Regions from separate parts of the Siniperca chuatsi genome. Here region 2 is linked to region 1. A link is a contact called in public Hi-C data. All regions are on one chromosome and are shown on one strand. The core of a region is the stretch at or near the end of the contact, and the rest is flanking DNA. Distances in the headings are between cores, read along the strand shown.

Region 1 (6,207 bases), core at 2,481-4,980:
ATCAAATAATTTTAATTTCATCCCTTTAGGTGTCTGTTCAATTGACATCCACAACACTGACCTTTCAGTCACTCCCTCCAAATTAGTTCAGTCCTGCTACATTTCAGCATTGAGCTTTGTTGCAAACTTTCACAAAGATCTTTAAGATCCACATAAAGCCCACAATAAGGTCAAGAACTGTGGCCTCTTGATGCTGATGGATATCAGTGGCTGGTACAAGTGGACCTTAAGAGGATGAAAACAACCTGGGATTCTGTAGTATTTCATAGAGATAAGACCAACCATGACAAATCAAAGCCAGGCTGAAATTCTACATGTTCATTTACTAGATGTTGACCAAGACATTTTTTTCACGTGTCCCAGCAATGCTTGCAAAAGAAACACTGAAAGAGAGAGAGAATTTCCATATGAGGCAAAACACTTGTAACCGCTGGTAATATGTTTCTCATGGTGGTGCATTCATAGCAGCGAGGGAGGCAAATGCCTTTGGTTAAGCAGAGCTATTTATTTTGTCCCTGGAAACGGTTGAAGAACAACAAAAGCATTCTCAACAAAGAGTAGCATGACCTGATGCTGCTGCCTGTTTTCCTCTCTCTGCGGTGTCTATATCCTCCCTCAACATGGGGGCACTACTGGCACACATCATACTCAAAAAGCCACACAATAGGCACACTCAGCTTAGAGAGAACTTTTCAACTCAAAAGCTGTGTAAGGAACCCAACCAAAACAAGGGACACTGCTAAGTTAATCCTAAAAAGGTTCAATTTCTCTGTGGGTAAGCTCATGGAAAGAAACAAAAACACTGCCAGTTCTGTTGTTTGGATTTGCAGGACGCGGTGCACATGAATGCCCACTCAGATGTACTTAAACTGTAGTTTATACACACACACACACACTCACCAGAGTACCCACAGTGAACTCTGTCCGCTGACTCGCTACAAGCTTGGGAGGGAGTCCAGGTTTTCAGACTGACAGGGAACAGATTCTGGTGGTCTGGATCTTTTTGAGCTCTTGATTTTCAACCCACAGTTCTCTCCTTGTTTACTACAGTACTGGATTAGGGAGTTATTTGGAGGACGCACACACACACACACACGCACACACACACACACACACACACACACACACACAGGCAAGTACCTACATTCAGGATTCAGACATATGCTAACTCTAGGGATAAGTTAAGATGATAGTCCACTTTTTATCCTTCTTTCATTCATTGCTTTTCTCTTACTGCTTTCTACATCCATATTTGTTTATAAATAATATTATAATCGGAAGTTATATGTTTTTGCTTTGTAATAAATTTGTTATTAATGGCAGGTATATGTCATGTGATTTGCCTTTAAGTATAATGATTTTTTTCTAAAAATTACTTCTGTAATTCATTATTGATCAGTATCAGTATCGTTAAAATTGTAACAAAAAGTATAGGTATAGGAAGTTTGGTACTGACCATCCCTAGGTTTAACGTTTCCACTCTAGTCACAAACACAAACTGTCTGCAGCTTAGAGCGCGAGAGTGGGTCGACATGATTACTATCCCGGCGTAAGCTGGTGTCGCATCAGCTAGGTGGAGTTTGCCATCATCAAATTAATGTTAAATAAGCATAAAGACTAATCAAGGCCAAGGGGGACAAAAACGGTATTTCGAAAAGCGGCACCTGTCCCTAGTGGATTTTACGCCCGTGGGTGTGGCAAAAGACTTTGGGATGAAGAGAGAAGCAAACATGTCCTTGTCTGGAACTTTCTGGATTTTTCAGTGGAACTTGTTGCCTCCAGGAATATTTTCAAAGTTTCCTGGAGTCTGGAACAATTAATTAGTCAAAAAGTCAGCTGTCACATCTGTTTATGTGATTGTCACTTGTTTTTTCTTTTCCTTTTCCCCCGGCTTTTTGTGTTATGCAACTATCTTCCACAGAGGTATAGAGATGTGTGCATTATGTGTGTGCGCATGCATGTGTGTTCAACATTGTCATTGCTGTCAAATTTTCATATTGTCTGAAGCTTCCTGATGTAATCGGCCAAATCGGTGTGTGAAAAAAGAGCCTGGAAACAATAGCTGTAGGTCAGACAGGTCGTGGAAAACTGTTTGAAGAACAATGTTATCTGGAGACCTGGCAATAAAATCCCAGTGGTGTGGAAGAGGTACAAGCCCTTTGAGAAAAGAGCAGCTTCTGCTCTCCCAGACTCACCTGGGCCTTCTATTAGCCGAATGGACCTGCTTGTCAGTCATGTCTGCATGAACAAGTTTACCTTCTCTGTCTGTCAGCCACAATAATTCCTGATGTGACAGCCAGTGGCAGACTGTCTTGACAACATGACAGGCTTCATTTCTACTGTGTTGCAGATGAATGTCAAGAGGGATGTTGGTCTGTCAGGTGATCGGTCGCTTTGATGCAGACTAAAATATCTTGAAAACTATTGGATGGATTGCCATGAAATTTGGTGCAGACATTCATGGTCCCCAGAGGACCTAATGACATTGGTGATCCCCTGACTTTTCCTTTAGCGCCATCATCAGGTCAACATTTAAAATTTGTCAAATACTTTGTTTTATCAATAGTTACAAAACTAATGACATTCCCATCTTCCTGGACTATACTGTGTGTTTAGTGCTAATTAGCAAAGGTTAGCATTCTAACATGCTAAAAGATGGAGAATATTATACCTGTTAAACATTAGCATGTTAGCACTAGCACTGCTAGTATGGCTGTAGACGCTTAGTCTCTTTTTGAGAGTGTGTGCGTGTAAAAACAGTCCAGGGTTAATAGTGGCAATGCATTTTAAATTTGGCTAGCATAGGAAAAGTGGGCCCTTATTTGAACAACTTTTTAATATTCTTGTGAATACTTTCAGGTGAGGTTTCTAATTATTTATAAAGTCACTGGACAGAAATTTCTAAGCCTGTGCTTGAAAAATAATTTAATTTAATAATTAATTTGTGTCAAAGATATTGCAATATTGTATAAAAGGCACAATATGATTTCTTCCATAACAACAGTACAGTGGCATGAGATGTGAGCTGCTCTTCAGATGTTATAATTTGTTTGTCTGGAAGTCACTGGGTATGAAAATATGTGTGGGTGAAAAAGAAGAAAAGAGAACATAAGTATTATTCCATAGCTGCGGAGCGTACAGACCTTAGACAGGAAAGAATCTCATGAGTCCATCATCCCGCAGAGATGTGTAAGATGTTTGAGTCATGCCATCAAGAATACAGCAAATCCAGATTTCACGCAGATTCATGAAACATACTACAGTTTGAGACTCTGGACAGTCACAGTAATATACAAACAGTATTGTTATTTCACATACACTAAGGCATGGATTGTTCTTTGCAGTATTTTTGTACAGAAAAAAACATTACAGGGATATTTCTGGATCATTAGTTACCATTGGTGTAGCCGTTTCTAACTTAGTAATACAACATCCCAAACCCCTGTTTTTCAGTGCCTGGCTCAAAAGGACACAAAGGCCTGCAGCACTAGAACAGCTGCAAAAGCATCTCTGTTATCCCAAAGAAAACTATAACCTTACCAGAAACACAGCATTCCTAGAGACAGTTTTCTGCCAAACTAAAGTGCACTTACTGTTTGCCTTAGATAAAGGAGCAAACTAATAAGCTCAGTCTCATTGGGGTTTATACTTTGAAACTTTGAGTAAAAGTCCCTGGAAGTGTAAACACAGCAGGATTTCTGGGACTCTTATGCAAGCTTGCTCTCACCCCTGGTTAGACATGACACGCTGGGAAATATCAAATTAAATGAGCTTGTCCAAAAAAATTGTAAGATAAATAAAGAGCTCTATTATTACTTTGGGCTGTTGTGGCTAATAGTAGCCACCCCCCTCGAAAAAATACGCAGGCTAGAGAACATGATGTTCCTCATCCCAGAGTGGCTGAAGGTTTTTACAGTGAGGCCTCCCAAGGTGCCAGTAGGATGAGACACTGTTTTACACCTAATGTTGGCTGTGACACCTCTAAAGTACTGTACTTTTCTACATTTTCTGCTACTTTATACTTATACTCTACTACATTTCAGAGGCAAATATTGTACTTTTACTCCACTACATTTATTTGATTACTTAAGTCACTTTGTAGATTCAGGTTATTCATTCAAAATTATTCAAATGTAATATTATAGGTAAAGATAAGAATAATTGATCCCTGGGGAAATTCACAGCTACCCTGCAGAATATAAAGTAATAAAAATTAGGTCCACCTTTACCAGCTTCAACATTAAAGTGATGTACACATTAATAATATACATTATTCTGAAATGGGCCATTCTGTATAATGACAATGTTTACTTAGTCTGAAGTATATTTTGATGCCAATACGTCTGTACTTTTGCTTAAGTAAAATTTAATGGATGTCTTTTACTTGAAACAGAGTATTTCTACACTGTGGTATTGCTACTTTTAAGTACAAGATCTGAGTACTTCTTCCACCACTACTGAACTGTGAAAACATAATATTGTGTACAGCTCAATGCTTTCTGCTGCTTTTGACAAGACTGAGAAAGTCAAGCAAACTCTTTCAAAATGGGTGGAGACACAAGTTGATACTTTTGTTTGGACTCATTATAACATAATTGCCTGTAGACGGCAAGACTGAGCGAACCCAGTCGATTACACAATGATAAGAGACATGTTAAAAAAATATCCAATATGTACATTTATTTACAATGCAGTAAGTGCCCTTATGGGTAATTTCCTTTTAGTTTGCCAGATAAATGGCCAGTATGCTATTTCAGGCACAAAGTTCAGCAGCAGAGCAGGTATTCCAAATAATTCATAGACAACTGTAGGTGCTTTTATGACAACTTCTAACATACAGGGGACAAGAAACACAACACTCATGTCTCATGGACCGCTGCAACTGCACAGCCTATTCAACAGCACCACCAAGAGGAGTGATAACACACTCAAACCCTACTCTGCTGGACTTTGTTTGTGAGGTGTTTGTTTAACTGTTTTTTTAATTATTTATTTGGGGTCATTTTTTATTTTGTTTGTGGCAGATCAGTGATGAAAAGTAATTGATTGCATTTACTCAAGTACTGTACTTAAGTATACTATTGAGGTACTTGTTACCTCTACTCCACTATACTATATTTCAGAGGGAAATATTGTACTTGTTACTCCACTACATTTATTTAACACCTGAAGTTACTAGTTATTTTTACAGATTAAGATTTTACATGCAGTACAAAACATATGAAAATATGATGCATCATTCAGTGCACAAAAACTGCTTATCGAATCATTTCAGTCCTTGAATACTTAGTTTATCTTCTTTTTTTTTTTTTAAATGCAGTAAAGTTATGTTATGCTACAATTATGTAGCAATCTGCTTTATTCTTTTTGGACATTATTTCAAGCTACAGACAAATATTTATAGCATTTTTAAACAAGAGTTGATTTAAATTTCAATCAAAAAACATCTTTTATAGTATATATAATATATAGATAGGAAAACACAGTCAAAGAAGCCATTTTCTGTGTAAAGAGTTCTTCGTTTACTTTTGATATTGTAAGTACATTTTGTTGATAATACTTCTGTACTTATACCTAAATAAGATTGTTTCAACTAAATCCTGCATTCAGAGTACTTTTATAGTGTGGTATTACTACTTTTACTTAAGTAAAGGCTTTGAATACTTCTTTCACCACTGCTGCAGATTAAGCAAAAAAAAAGTACATAAGAGAAAACAAAACCACAACTTTATCCAGCTCTTTCCACTTTATTGACAGATGCACACTTTATGTGGGTGGTAAATGATTTCTGAGGAATTAATTCTATTTGAACATGTCAGCTGTATGCCGTTCTTACTCCCTTCTAAGTGTGACAATAATATTTTAAACTTTTAACATACAATTGCAGTCAGCATAAGGAACAAAAATCAGCAGGAATGACACTGTTGAATCATTATAGCTTGTTGGACTGTTACAGAGCATCCACCTATTGATTACCCTTCATTCTCTCTGTGTACTCTAGATCGATGGAGAAGAGATCACTAAACACAAAGGGCATTTATGGCAATGTTAGAGCACAACCGAAGGTTAAACAGGCAGTTCATCTAAATCTTAAAAGCACCGACTGACATCCTGGTGTAAGTTCAATTGTATTCCCTTTGGACCTTTATTGCTCTGTGTGTGAGGTCAGTATGCAGTGTAATAGAGGCATCTGCATGTGCAAAGTGG
Region 2 (6,207 bases), core at 2,010-4,509, 49 kb before region 1:
AATCTGAATATAGACTCACATCTCTGTCAGTCCTTTGGTTAATTTTGTCAGACTTTATTTCCTTTAAATGTTTATTGATAATCAGTCTCCCTTATTTAAGATGTTCCATCCACTTCCTGCCTGACCCTGAGGTAATCTGAGCCAACATTAAGGTGAAACTCCTGTCAGAAGCTCCTGCTCCCTGCCCTGACAGCTATTTCAGGCCTCCAGGGACACCAGCACCCTACTCAAGACTAAATTTAGAGCATAATGAGATTTTACTCAACAGTTCCATTCAGTCAGTAATCCATTCACTATGGTACAGGAACAAAGACTCTCCTAAAGCATTCAGTCTGGCCTCTCAAGTCCCATGGGCAAATTATTATTTTGCGATCAGTGAGTTTGTTAATTTCATGGATTCACTGTCACTGCTGTTTTATTCCTTTCATTGTTTACATAATTCTATTTTCATTGCAGAAATCTAGATTTTCCCATCTCTCCATATGTCAAATTACTGTGGATGCTGCAAAAAACTTTATTTCCTCTTGGCTCTCAGGGTCAGATATTCATCTGATTTTATACACTTACATAGAAATCCACTTTGCAGGAGGCTGGTTGGTCTTTGGTTCCAGGGGCAAACCTCCATATTGTTTCAAGATGGCTGAAGAGGGATCCATCAGTACACACGGCCTGTTTCAAAAGAAATGACCCTTTATTTATCATTGACTGAAGGCAATGAGCATATTCTGGGTCAAAGCCCAGACAAATCTGTTGTAATCTTTATTATCTGGGAGGAGCACAGAACTGAGAATCAAGTCGTCTGCTGGTGCAAATTGACAGTCTACAATATTGTGCGTGATGCACAAATAATGACTAAAGTAAAAAAAAAAAAAAAAAAAAAAAAAAAAGTACAAAGAGCGTTACGCTAAGCCATAAAAAGAACCTTAATACTCATGGTACAGTATGTCTATACAAACAGGATATTTTTGACGTGAAATAGGATGTTGTGTGGGGAGCCAACAGGAAGTCACTACAGCTGTGTGATGATGTGAAAGAAAACTGCAGTTCCTCTAATACCTGCTCATGCTGGTTCTAAGAAAAAACTTCCACTGTACTGATGTCAGTAAGGAAATGCTTCAACTTCTCTCTTGAAACACAGTCAAGACATTTGCTCTTAAACATGAATAGAAATTTCGAATGTGTGTCTTGGTGGTGATCTTACGACTCATCCACTTGCTCGTCCCGCCCCAGCTCCACCTAAGCCTCGTCTTTGACTGCAGTAATTTGCAGTGTGAAGTATTAAACATAAGTCAAAACAGTTGCCGACAACACTTGTTTGTGTTGCAAGACTTTGGACCAGAAAAAACTATTTAAATTTGAGTTGTTTTATTAAAACTGAAATACTTAAATGGAGGTTTTTCAACAAGTACAAGAGGGCTTTAATGCCTCGTCTGAGAAACTAAGTAGGTTTTAGTAATGGTTGTTTTCTGGAGCTACCAGGAAAAGAACTTACCCTGACTTGGTGGTTTGGGATGATGGTGACCTCAGAGGTGTAGCGCTCCACGATGGGGGGGAAACCTATTTCAAGGTCTGCCCGGACGTCACCATTTCGTCCCTTCATGACCCGAGACTTCTTGCACCAGGGGACAAAGTGCTGGTACTGGTCCACGCTTGCCACTACATTGTACATCTGCTCTGGAGTATACCTGAGCACACAGTCACATGAAGACAGAGGCACATCCAATGAGAGGATATCGCCATTTTAGTACAGATTTGTGATTCTTGAAGTTGTTTATCATTTAATGCTCAGTTTTAAGTGTACTACTGTACTAGTTTAATTTTTTATTAAGTTGTATTTTCAGTACTTTTTTCCTAGCAAGTATTTTCAGTATGGATTTATCTGCAGATTATTTTCTTGATTAATCATTTTGTCATATACATTGTCAGAAAATGGTGAAAAATGCCCAAGGTGACATCTTTGCTTGAAATGTAACTCCAAACCATTTTTTCATCAAATAGTTGCAGATTAATTTTCTGATTGTCAACTAATCGATTCATTGACTAATTGTTTCAGCTCTATTCCTAACCTCTTCATGTATGAAGTTTAGGTCAGGTGTTTGAGGTTTACATTTTTCAATAAGCCATTTCAAGATACTCAATATTATATCAGGCCCCTCACCCTAATGTCCGGCACTCAGTGTACTCCATCCTGCGGGTGCTGATGGGAGCAACCAGGTTGATGAAGCTGCGGCTGGGTGTGCTGATGGGGATGGCGGAGGAGAGAGGCAGGCTGGCCCTTCTCGCTGCCAGGGCCCCACAGGAGCCCAAGTGTCTGAGGGAAGGAAATATTATATATTATATATATATATATATATATATATATATATATATATATATATATATATATATATATATATATATATATATATATATATATATATATATATATATATATATATATATATATATATATATATATATATATATATATATATATATATATATATATATATATAAATAAAAAATTTGTGGGAAAAATATACAAAGGACATCCCAGGTTTACTCAGTGAGGGGTCCCGTGCCATCTGATGGATCAATTTGCATTTTCGTGTGCATTTAGTCTGGGTGATCTTCAGAATAACGGAGTTTACTCACAGCGTTTATGCTGTAAATTGTTGAATGAACTCAAACTAACTGGATTAATATTTCCCTGCTGCTGATGATGATGATACTGACGTTCACACCACATTATTTCTCACTGAGGAAACCTGCTGGCAGTTTATTTAATAAAACAAGTACCACAAGAGGGAGAGAAGACAAAGTCCCGTGACGGGTAAGTGCTGCTTCGCTCACACACCTCTAAAATACTGAAAATTGAATATGCAATCCATTCATAATAAAAGATCTCCGGAAATCTTAAGGAACATCCATTTTACACCAATAGCCACATTTAAATAACCGTGGGACTGATCAAATTTAATCTAAACGAACTCAGTTGAACTACACATTGCTGCGCCTACCTGGATGCACCTCTGAGGGAAAGTGCCATTAACACTCACCTGACATTCGCTCTTTTAGTGTTTCCTCGCACAACTTTAGAAGAATGGGCTTCAGCCAGCTCCAGCAGCGCCTTAAAGAGGAGAGGAGTCGTTTTCTTGGTCATGGTGCAGTTTAAGTGTAAAAGCTAATACAGGTTCTTAGGAGCGACGTCGGTAGGCTACTTTAACCGCAGCAGCAGCAGCAGCAGCCCGGCTTTGTTCTGACTGATTAGCCGCTCCACATGCCCAATAAGGACAGCAGTGACGTAACGGGAGATTGGCTCTGGCCTATCAAAGAGAAGGGTTGATAAAGTTTAAAAGTTGAGCTTGAGCCCTCATAGGTGATTCGTGAAGGTGATAGGTTAGGTAATATTCCTAAATTAACAAAATAACCAATTAAAGAGATTCAGAGGACTTACAGGTTTTACTGAAGGACGAAACTGTCAAATTAGAGTTTACAGTTGATTTTTTTGTGTGAAAATTTCTTGGACATATGGATATTTAAGAGTCTTAAAAACATGACAACGTTTGTGAATCACAGCACCAGATGTATAACTACAGATAGTGAGAAAAAGACCCATACATTGTTAGAATGTTCTGGTTTTATGTCTTTTTGTAAACCATTTTGTAACTTGTTTTTATGATTTTTGTTATTATTGGATGCATAATGACTATACTAGTCAGAGCTAATCTCATCAATCTTTACTCAGAGACAGACACATGGAGTTCCTTTAGACAAAACCCTTTATCAAATGGGAGTCTGAGGTTTACATTTAAAAAAAATTAATTGTGAAGCCATGACTCACTGCACAGAACTGAGATTGACATTTTTGCTCTTGACACCCAAAAATAAATGATAAGGAAATACAGATGTGTTGCCTTATTGTAAGCCAAGCTTATGAATCATTTGTGATTGAATCACTGAAAATGTTTGACAGCTGAGTTCCCATGATTCTGAGAGGTTTCTAGGAGCAAACCAACGAAAAATGATACTGTGTGTTTGAGCTAGTGAACAAGTGAAGCAAACACATGTTGTGCTCATGACACACCTGGACTTTGGCGCTACACAGGAATAAAGGTCATCATCTACATTCAACTCTTGTAATGTTTAAAGCAGAGCAGTAATAAATTTATCACCAAACAGCAGCATTCTAATACATAGACTAAATTAAAAGGTTTAAATTATGACAGTAGGAAAACTAAATGTAATTTTAATACATTTTACAACAACCTTTACCTAATTCTCATTATACTGATCTGCACAATACTACACGCTCTGAAAGGCTGACAACTCTAAGTGGAGTATTAGGTGGCTGTGCGGTAACACAGCCAGAACTGGTAGTGCAGGATCCATTTTAGGATCTTCAGATTGGAATTAGGGCACTTGATAATGGAGGGATTTAACTACCTCAGTCAATCCTATCAAAGATAGGCCCGAAACGAAACTAGTAGATGTACAGACAAGCTAACCTGTCTCAGGTTATAAGAGAACATACTCATGGGCTCACCAGCCCCAGCCTGATCCAAAAACTACACAGCTGTTCCAGCTGGCCCTCATTCAGTCTTTGATCCCTGAACTTTATACAGTTCAGTGATTCAAAAGCCCAACTGAGGCCTTATAATTTACTAACAACAATTCAGAAAGACTCTTCTCAACTTTTCATCTTTTTTAATTGTCCTGTTTTAGATTTCTATTGATACTTTTATGGGTACTAGAGGTAATTTCTTCCTTCTGTTATTTTGAATTACGGTAATAACTATAACAATTTTTTTGTCTGTTTATGCAATTTGTTGTCTCAGGACATTCACCAAATTCTCCAAACTGCACTACACTGGTGTCACGAAGTCACTGTATTGATGCCACTGGTTTGTGAAGACGTCACTGAATATGTGTTTTCAGGCTTTCACTGAACCAACCAATCAGAACTGTGTGTCAAGTAAGTACAAAATATATAAGATCACTTGATCACTTGTCTAACATATGTAAACTTCTCAGATAGACTCATGAAGATTCCTGTTAGACTTCAAGAATTAAAAAGCCACATGTCAAAGGTGAACTACCACAGAATATATGACGCCAACTCTTTGTGTATTCCTTGTGGCAATATGTACAGAGGACCAGAGGACAGAGAGACAATCCACTTCTAGGTGAACAGTATTTTTCCTCTTTTCTTCTTTTTTTAATAAAAGTGCTTGTTCCACTTTAACAAAATACTGTATCTCCTGATTTAAATTAGTTTCATATAATTTCTGACATTAACATGAATACATATTTACAGGGAAAAATGCAGAATTTGAGTATTATTCCTTGTGTTCCTTATAGCGTATTTCTTGTGACACTTAACCTCTATAATGAAATATTCACTATTGTTTCCTATCGCTAGAGACAAAGTAATTAAGGTACAACTGTACAATACAATCTGCAATCTGCATTTCAGTTCAGTTCAAAGACTTTATTCATTTATCCCCCAAGGGGCATTTTAAGGCAAGCAGTTCAGCAGACACTAGAAAAGAAATACAACATGTAAAATTCATGAATATTTTTGTTTTGCTGCCAGTGGAGAAATTCCTGGGAGCCAGATTTTTTTTTCATTTCATGCTTTGGAACAAGGACAGAACAAGGTTGTTCCTGTTCGCTTAAAATAGCCAATCAAAAATTACATAAGAAAATCCTGTTGTAAAAAATGTGGTAAAAACCTGTCCACAAGCACACCTAGCCCAGTGAAAACATGCCAACCGGTGTGGTAAGAACACTATCAAACAAGAGGAATGCAATAGCTATTGTATCACTTAAAACATAATCCCAAATATTTCTCCACTAACCAGACAATGGTCTATTTTTATATTCATATCTTTATATTGTGAAAAGGAATATAACTTTTGATAAGTGACATACAAAAATAGAAACGTGAAGTCACTCCCTCCTGTGAACTCTACTCACGATACGCTGACCTTACTGCCCTTTCAACCACAGAGCAACACACTGAGTCAGAGTGCATCAACTTTACTCCAGAAATCAAAAATGAAAGAGCTAATTATTAACTTCTGCGCCTAAAGTAAATAAGAGCAAGTCTGCACCAGTGGCCTGGTTGAAAACAAGGGATGTGCAAAATTATTGTTCCTCAGCTGAGAAAATGATTTTGCTCATAGCACTGATGTACCACGAGCCATCTGGTTCTGTGATCTTCAG

Evidence for each region. Hi-C and Micro-C count contacts between places; a contact is called where the count stands out from the background.
Region 2: a Hi-C map of liver shows a contact between it and region 1, with 2.5 times the contacts expected there. The contact joins the promoter of si:ch73-141c7.1 here to the enhancer-like site in region 1. A contact is called at or near these places in 3 of 3 Hi-C or Micro-C datasets (liver, skeletal muscle and an unstated tissue).

Annotation. Positions count from the first base shown.
Region 1 is chrLG21:7,398,679-7,404,885 of ASM2008510v1, reverse strand. atp6v0a1a (V-type proton ATPase 116 kDa subunit a) reads right to left here. Exons shown (of 21, transcript XM_044180363.1): 21 at 5,732-6,207. Among protein-coding and RNA genes, the nearest start is that of stk17al, 20 kb to the left of the region's middle. Within about 2 kb of position 3,730, the one cell type or tissue checked has an H3K27ac peak away from gene starts, as active enhancers do. A contact at or near this core is called in liver, where this site is marked.
Region 2 is chrLG21:7,446,934-7,453,140 of ASM2008510v1, reverse strand. It overlaps si:ch73-141c7.1 (coenzyme Q-binding protein COQ10 homolog, mitochondrial), which reads right to left and starts at 3,259. Exons shown (of 5, transcript XM_044180146.1): 1 at 3,039-3,259; 2 at 2,159-2,311; 3 at 1,493-1,685; 4 at 568-669. The coding sequence starts at 3,142. It overlaps hsd17b1 (estradiol 17-beta-dehydrogenase 1), which reads right to left. Exons shown (of 8, transcript XM_044180367.1): 8 at 5,456-6,207. The coding sequence ends at 6,130.